Linked DNA regions of Danio rerio: region 1 is linked to region 2. A link is a contact called in public Micro-C data. All regions are on one chromosome and are shown on one strand. Each heading gives the region's core, a stretch centred on a gene start, on an enhancer-like site or on the middle of the called end of the contact. The rest is flanking DNA. Distances are from core to core; before and after follow the strand shown.

Region 1 (3,269 bases), core at 375-2,874, 300 kb before region 2:
AATATATCAACTTTTTTTTGCATTCTCGGTAGCAATGGAAATGAAAAATGTAAAACAGAAAATAAGTTAGGACCATTGTTATTGTTTACATTCTTCAAAATTTACAATTATGAGTTATCAGATGTAAAATCAAACTGAACACTATACAAATCTCAGTTGCAATCACACAAATATTCATTATCTTTTATTCTCAGATTTAAGCTAAGTCACTTTTTTGTTTTCTGTAACAAAATGTTTCAGTGCATCTTTACAGCAAACATTTATGAGTCACAAGTGTTACGTAAATGCAAATGGGTAGCCGATTAACAGTGCTGCATGAGGCAACAGCAAATGGCTGTAAATTGCCAGCAAACGAGCAGCAGCGATGACAGAAACCACTGTGAGCAGCAAAATGGCTGCAAATGGTAAACAAATAACAAGGCACAGCACTGAGATTACAGTTGTAAGTTGTCAGACTTTCTTGGTTTTCTCCCAAGTACACATTTACATTTTTTAAACATACAGTACTGCATGAATGGTAGAAATTAGTATTTGCTAGCTAACTGTGGTAGCATCTGGTGTACATTTTAGGACATCCTCATACCTCCACTTTTGTCTAAAACGTATCAAGTCTTTTACTCCATCTGGGGTGGAGTATCAGGTGTAGTTAAATGTGCAGTAACTCCCCCCATCCATTAAGGTAATACATCAGAGAAGGTTCATTTATGGCCTAAGGGTTAGGGAGTTTGAACTGTAATTGGAAGGTCAATTTCTAGGAATTAAAGATGGTGGAGTGAAAGAATTGCACTCTCCCCATCTTTGAAACCCAGCTGAGGTGCCCCTAAGCAAGCCACCAAGCCTGTAACTGCTCCCTAGACGCACTGCTCCAGGTTCACTGTGTGTTTGTGTTTGCGCTTTCACTCCTCACTCAAAATGGATGGGTTAAAAGCAGAGGACCAATTTCGAGTATGGGTTAATGCAAACAAAACAAGGTTCACTTTACTGATACGGAGAAAGAGAAACTGTAACATTCTATTTGGAACATTCCTATATAATTTAAACTCCACACTGTAATTTAGGAGAAACTGAAAAAGGAGAAACTCAGCTTTTGACCTTAGCTACAGCAGCTCAGCCGTCAATGATACTCGCAGTGACTGCAAGCACCACTGGGTGTCAGTGTTTACCAGCACTTGTGTTTCAATGGGAGTGGCACTTCAACGTGAGGCTCCTCTGTGTGAGGATGGCAGAAAGCTAACTAATTATCACCTGCAGAGAGACGACATGCTTACACACTGGCATGAGCTGGACAGAAAACCACTAAATATCCTATATATTTATATAAAGGGATTAATATGACATCTATTTTACCGTTGTTTAAATGCAAGAGTTGCCGATTGTAGAAGCCTGAACAGTTTGACATACAACACCTCACCCTCTGATGAACAGTATACCTGAGAAATTTAATGAAACTTCCTCAAGAATTGTTCCTAATGTTATGCAGAAGTGTGCAGACTGTCAGAGAAACTGTGCTGGATTGGTCTGGATCATTAAACAGCCCAGGGGAACATGCTAGTAGCTCGGTTTAAGGAGGAACAGATCACATAAGCCCAATGCCATACTGGGACAGCCTCCAAGAAGAGCCTGGAAATCAATGGAAGATGATCTGGGCTGTAGGGGACGCTGAGGAGTATGATATGTGAACTGATGGGTTTAAAGTCATTGTGAAATCAAAACTGATCTCACTGTGTATTTCTCAATACACATTAGTGGTCTTATTGTGAATGATAAGACTTTAATTTGCAGATGATGTCACCAAGGTTATGAAGATTGGGAAAATATTGTTATCAAATAGCTTGCTAGTATGTCCATATTGAAGCCAGTAATGTGATGATGGTAATCAATACTATATGAAAACTGTAAACTATAATAATAATGCACTATACACACTAAAAAGGAAGCATTAGCATTGGGGTTTGATACTCAAGGTTGAATTTGACCTTCATGCTCTGATTAAAACACCCTGTAAGAACTGAGACCTGCATTACTCACATTTAGATTAGGTTGTTTTCATTTAGTTTTTTTGTATTCTTGCCTTATTCTACAAATATATATATATATATATATATATATATATATATATATATATATATATATATATATATATATATATATATATATATATATATATATGTGTGTGTGTGTGTGTGTACTGTATACTTATTAGCTTTCATTATGTAAATATATACATATGTATATATATATATATATTTATATATATATATATATATATATATATATATATATATATATATATATTATAATAATAAAATATAATAAATAAATATAATAAATAAATTAATTAATATACATTAAATAATTTAAATATAAATTATAAATTAATATAATAAATAAATATAAAAAAATACATTAAAGGCACTGCACTGCATTGTTGGTGCCAACTATCCTACTGTACTTTATTATAATATATTTGATTTCACTTTTAAGATGTCTATAAATCAAAACAACATTTTTTTTATTCCAAATTGTTTCTTTCTACATGGCATTGTTAGTTTTTTACATTTAAAAAAGTCTCATATCTTATACAAAACACATGAACTTCACATATGTAACCACATGCCAAAATCACACTTAAATATTAAAATGTGGGCTGCAAAAACTTGTGTTCCACTATTTCACACATGACTTTAATATGAGTGCTAATATAAAGCTCATGTGTTTTTTTTTTTTTCTGGTAGAAAAATAAAAGTGTATTATATTATTTCTATAAAACATTTTTGTAACACAATTGCAACACTATATAGCATGCTCAAAACTTTTCTTGAGATTTTGTTACATGCCAAATAATCCTTAAACTTGTACCATTTAGAGGCAGTGGTGTCCAAACTCGGTCCTGGACGGCCGATGTCCTGCATGTAACGGTAAAAGTAAGCAATACAAAAAGGATCCAAATGCAAGTGAGGATTTATTATAGTCAAAAGGTAAACAAAAGAAAACAGGGAGCTAGTAGCGAGGACGAAGATGGTCACTGCAATATCAGTAACAACTAGAACCAGCCCGAGTATCCTGACAAAACACAGAAAGATCATAAACACAGAGCAAGAGCAACGAACTGACAATGGTGTCCTGGCTTTCCACTCTTATATAGGTGAGCTAAGTGCCATCAGCTGGAACTGCTGATAGACCTGCTGATCATGTGATGTAAACAAGCACACCTCAGAGCACATGAAGCCATACCACAGAACCATGTGAAAACACCAAAACATGAATAG
Region 2 (3,102 bases), core at 110-2,609:
GAGTTTGCATGTTCTCCCCGTGTTTGCGTGGTTTTTCCCCACAGCTCAAAGACATGTAGTATAGGTGAACTGGGTAGGCTAAATTGTCCGTAGTGTATGTGTGTGAATGGGAGTTTCTCAGTGATGGGGTGCAGCTGGATGGGCATCCGTTGCGTAAAACAAATGCTGGATAAGTTGGCGGTTCATTCCGCAGTGGCATCCCCAGATTAACTATATATAATATAAGGCGAGGTAGTGGCGCAGTAGGTAGTGCTGTCGTCTCACAGCAAGAAGGTCGCTGGGTCGCGGGTTTGAACCTCGGCTCAATTGGCGTTTCTGTGTGGAGTTTGCATGTTCTCCCTGCCTTCGTGTGGGTTTCCTCCGGGTGCTCCGGTTTCCCCCACAGTCCAAAGACATGAGGTACAGGTGAATTGGGTAGGTTAAATTGTCTGAAGCGTATGAGTGTGTGTGTGTGTGTGTGTGTGTGTGGATGTTTCCCAGAGATGGGTTGCGGCTGGAAGGGCATCAGCTGCGTAAAAACTTGCTGGATAAGTTGGCGGTTCATTCCGCTGTGTCGACCCCGGATTAATACAGGGACTAAGCCGACAAGAAAATGAATAAATAAATGAATAATATATTATAATAAAATATAATATAGCCTAAACCCTTTTTGGATGATGAATATAATTTTGGAGTATGACGATTGCAGTTGTCAAATAATTTAAAAACTCTTTAATCCGTGTTAGGACTGCATTGTCTCCTTAATAACCTAAAGTTGTTATTGTTTTGTTTTTGTTTTTTTTACACCAAACTGGCTGCTTGCTTCTGTGGTGAATAAACTCCACTCCCCACAACACCCTGCTTCGAAACAGAAACTATGTGCAGTGCAGCTCATTTTCGCGAATCGATTCTTTCAAACACCACTCAATGAACAATTCAGGGATGATTTTTGTTTATGTCATCACGTGACCAAATGACATCTCTTTGTGGCATAAAATAGGCTTAGAAAATCAATACTGCAATAGTTAACCTTTTTTTTTTACTATCAAACGTGTTTATTTTAATTCACATTGACCTAGTTAGTTAGTGGCTCACAAGCATTGGACATATCCTGAAACTTTTTTGACTTTTGTGTTGACAATTCCCACAGAACCATATAGCCAGTAAAGTACATTAATAACTTACCTTTCACTCCATTTTGGTCACTTAAAATGATACTCTTGTGTCATTACGAAATAAAATGGCCAGAAAAGACGATGTTCTTGAATGATTTTCCAAACAATTGGTGAGTTGTTGTGTCGAGAAGCACAGTCACTGATTCAATCTCGTTCGTAAACGAATCGTTCGAATTCAAGTGATTCTTTAAAATGATTCGACTCATAAGAACGACTCGCTCGCGAATCAACCATGCAACAACAGACGAGAGCGAAGTGAAAGGCAGTGGATTCCTCTCATTCTGCCACTAAAAGAGAGACACACAGAGAGAGAGACGGGCGCATTTTCACACGTAAATGGAGGCTTGGCCACCGGGCGCCATCAAACAGCCCTAAACCTGCAAACATGGTGAAGGACCAAGAAGTGGAGCGCATCGCCAAGAAGCTGGACAAAATGGTGCACAAAAAAAACACCGTAAGTGACACACATTTTTTTCTGTAGCATCTGATAATAATAAAACAGGCAGGAGAACATTGTTTATTCGACGTTCGTTCGTTCATGTTTGTATCCGTTAAACCAGCAGGAGACTAGTTGGTGTGTGTGTGATTATCACCTGTTTCATCCTATTCCAGACTACCGCCCGGTGTGCTCTTATTGGTCAGTCTCCATTGACAATCACTCGTTCGTTTTGTACTCTCATGTTTGAAGCGTTTGTGTGCTGTGATGAGCTGGCAGCTGGTTGTTCTCCAAATTTCTCCAGCGCAAACAAAAGACTCATTTATCTAGTACTTCACACAAGTCAGCCCCAGTTTCGTCCCCAAAACATAGTATCTGCCTGTGTTTTTGTGTAAACCAAGCTATAGTTGAAGAAGCTAGTGTTTACTGACGCATTTAAGAAGTTGTTGTAGTGACTGTTTACCAATTTTGTTTGTTTCTCACCTCCTTGTGTTTTTATGTTCAGGATGGTGCCATTGACTTGCTTCAGGAGCTGAAGAACATGAAAATGTCTTTGGAGACCCTACAGGTATCTACATAGACTGCAGAAGGCATCTCTGGAACGAGTGTGTGCTGTGCTAGATTATATAATCAACTCTTTTTCTTTCTGTCAGGGAATCCCATGCTAGTGTTCTCATTGGCATACTGTTAGTACTGTTGGAATTTCAGCAGAAAATATCTGAATAAATTACTATGAGCCAATCCCGAATATAGGAGAGGACGTTGAAATCTCAATCAAATTCTCACAATCCAGTCATGAAAATGTAATCAACTCTATAGACGAATTCAATGTTGTCATGTCATTGGCCCAGTGAACATTTTCTGCTTGTTATCAAACTATTTCATTACTGTAACAACAGCAGTGGTGTAAAATAACAAATTACAAATACTCCGATTACTAAAACTGAGTAGTTTTTTTTTCTCAGGAATTGTAATTTACGAAGTAGTTTTAAAAATGTGTACTTCCCCTAGAGTACATTTTTACAGCAGTATCTGTACTTTTACTCCACTACTTTCCTTCAACCTGCAGTCACTATTTGTTTTTTTCTTGTGTACGGGGATTGGCTTAGTAAAAAATCTATCCAGCGATTCCTGTCCAAATCAAATCGCACAGAGAAAACTCAATTGCATCATATTGAACAACCTCAATACATGGATGCTTTATACATGCAGCAAACCATTGTAAAAGTATTGCAATTGTCCAAGAAGATGTCAAAAATCTTTACACGCAATGAGCCAGAGGCTTTTTAAACTATGTCACTGATAAGAAGATGAAGGGTGTTTACTGTATGATGAAATTGTCAAATGGACTTAAACAATCACTAAATGCACTACAGAATGTTACGTTTACACACACACACACAAATTGCATGTACACGCATCAGCTTTTCACAGAGTAATACTCAATTCTCACTATTGAGTACTTTTATCATTGTGTGGCTCTCTTTAGATTCTCGAAAGCTTTAGAAATTA

Evidence for each region. A called contact is a pair of places that touch in the nucleus more often than the background predicts.
Region 1: a Micro-C map of caudal fin shows a contact between it and region 2, with 13 times the contacts expected there. The contact joins the enhancer-like site here to the promoter of tcea2 in region 2. A contact is called at or near these places in 2 of 18 Hi-C or Micro-C datasets (caudal fin and hematopoietic stem cells) and 1 of 4 datasets of contacts at active chromatin or transcription factors (caudal fin).

Annotation. Positions count from the first base shown.
Region 1 is chr23:9,159,211-9,162,479 of GRCz12tu, reverse strand. No RefSeq gene overlaps it. Among named protein-coding and RNA genes, the nearest start is that of ccm2l, 6.4 kb to the left of the region's middle. Within about 2 kb of position 1,624, at least 3 of the 62 cell types and tissues checked have an H3K27ac peak or open chromatin away from gene starts, as enhancers often do. A contact at or near this core is called in caudal fin, where this site is marked.
Region 2 is chr23:8,861,913-8,865,014 of GRCz12tu, reverse strand. tcea2 (transcription elongation factor A (SII), 2) reads left to right here and starts at 1,359. Exons shown (of 10, transcript NM_200986.2): 1 at 1,359-1,608; 2 at 2,096-2,158. The coding sequence starts at 1,540. It overlaps LOC141380640 (a long non-coding RNA gene), which reads right to left and starts at 1,584. Exons shown (of 3, transcript XR_012398995.1): 1 at 1,165-1,584.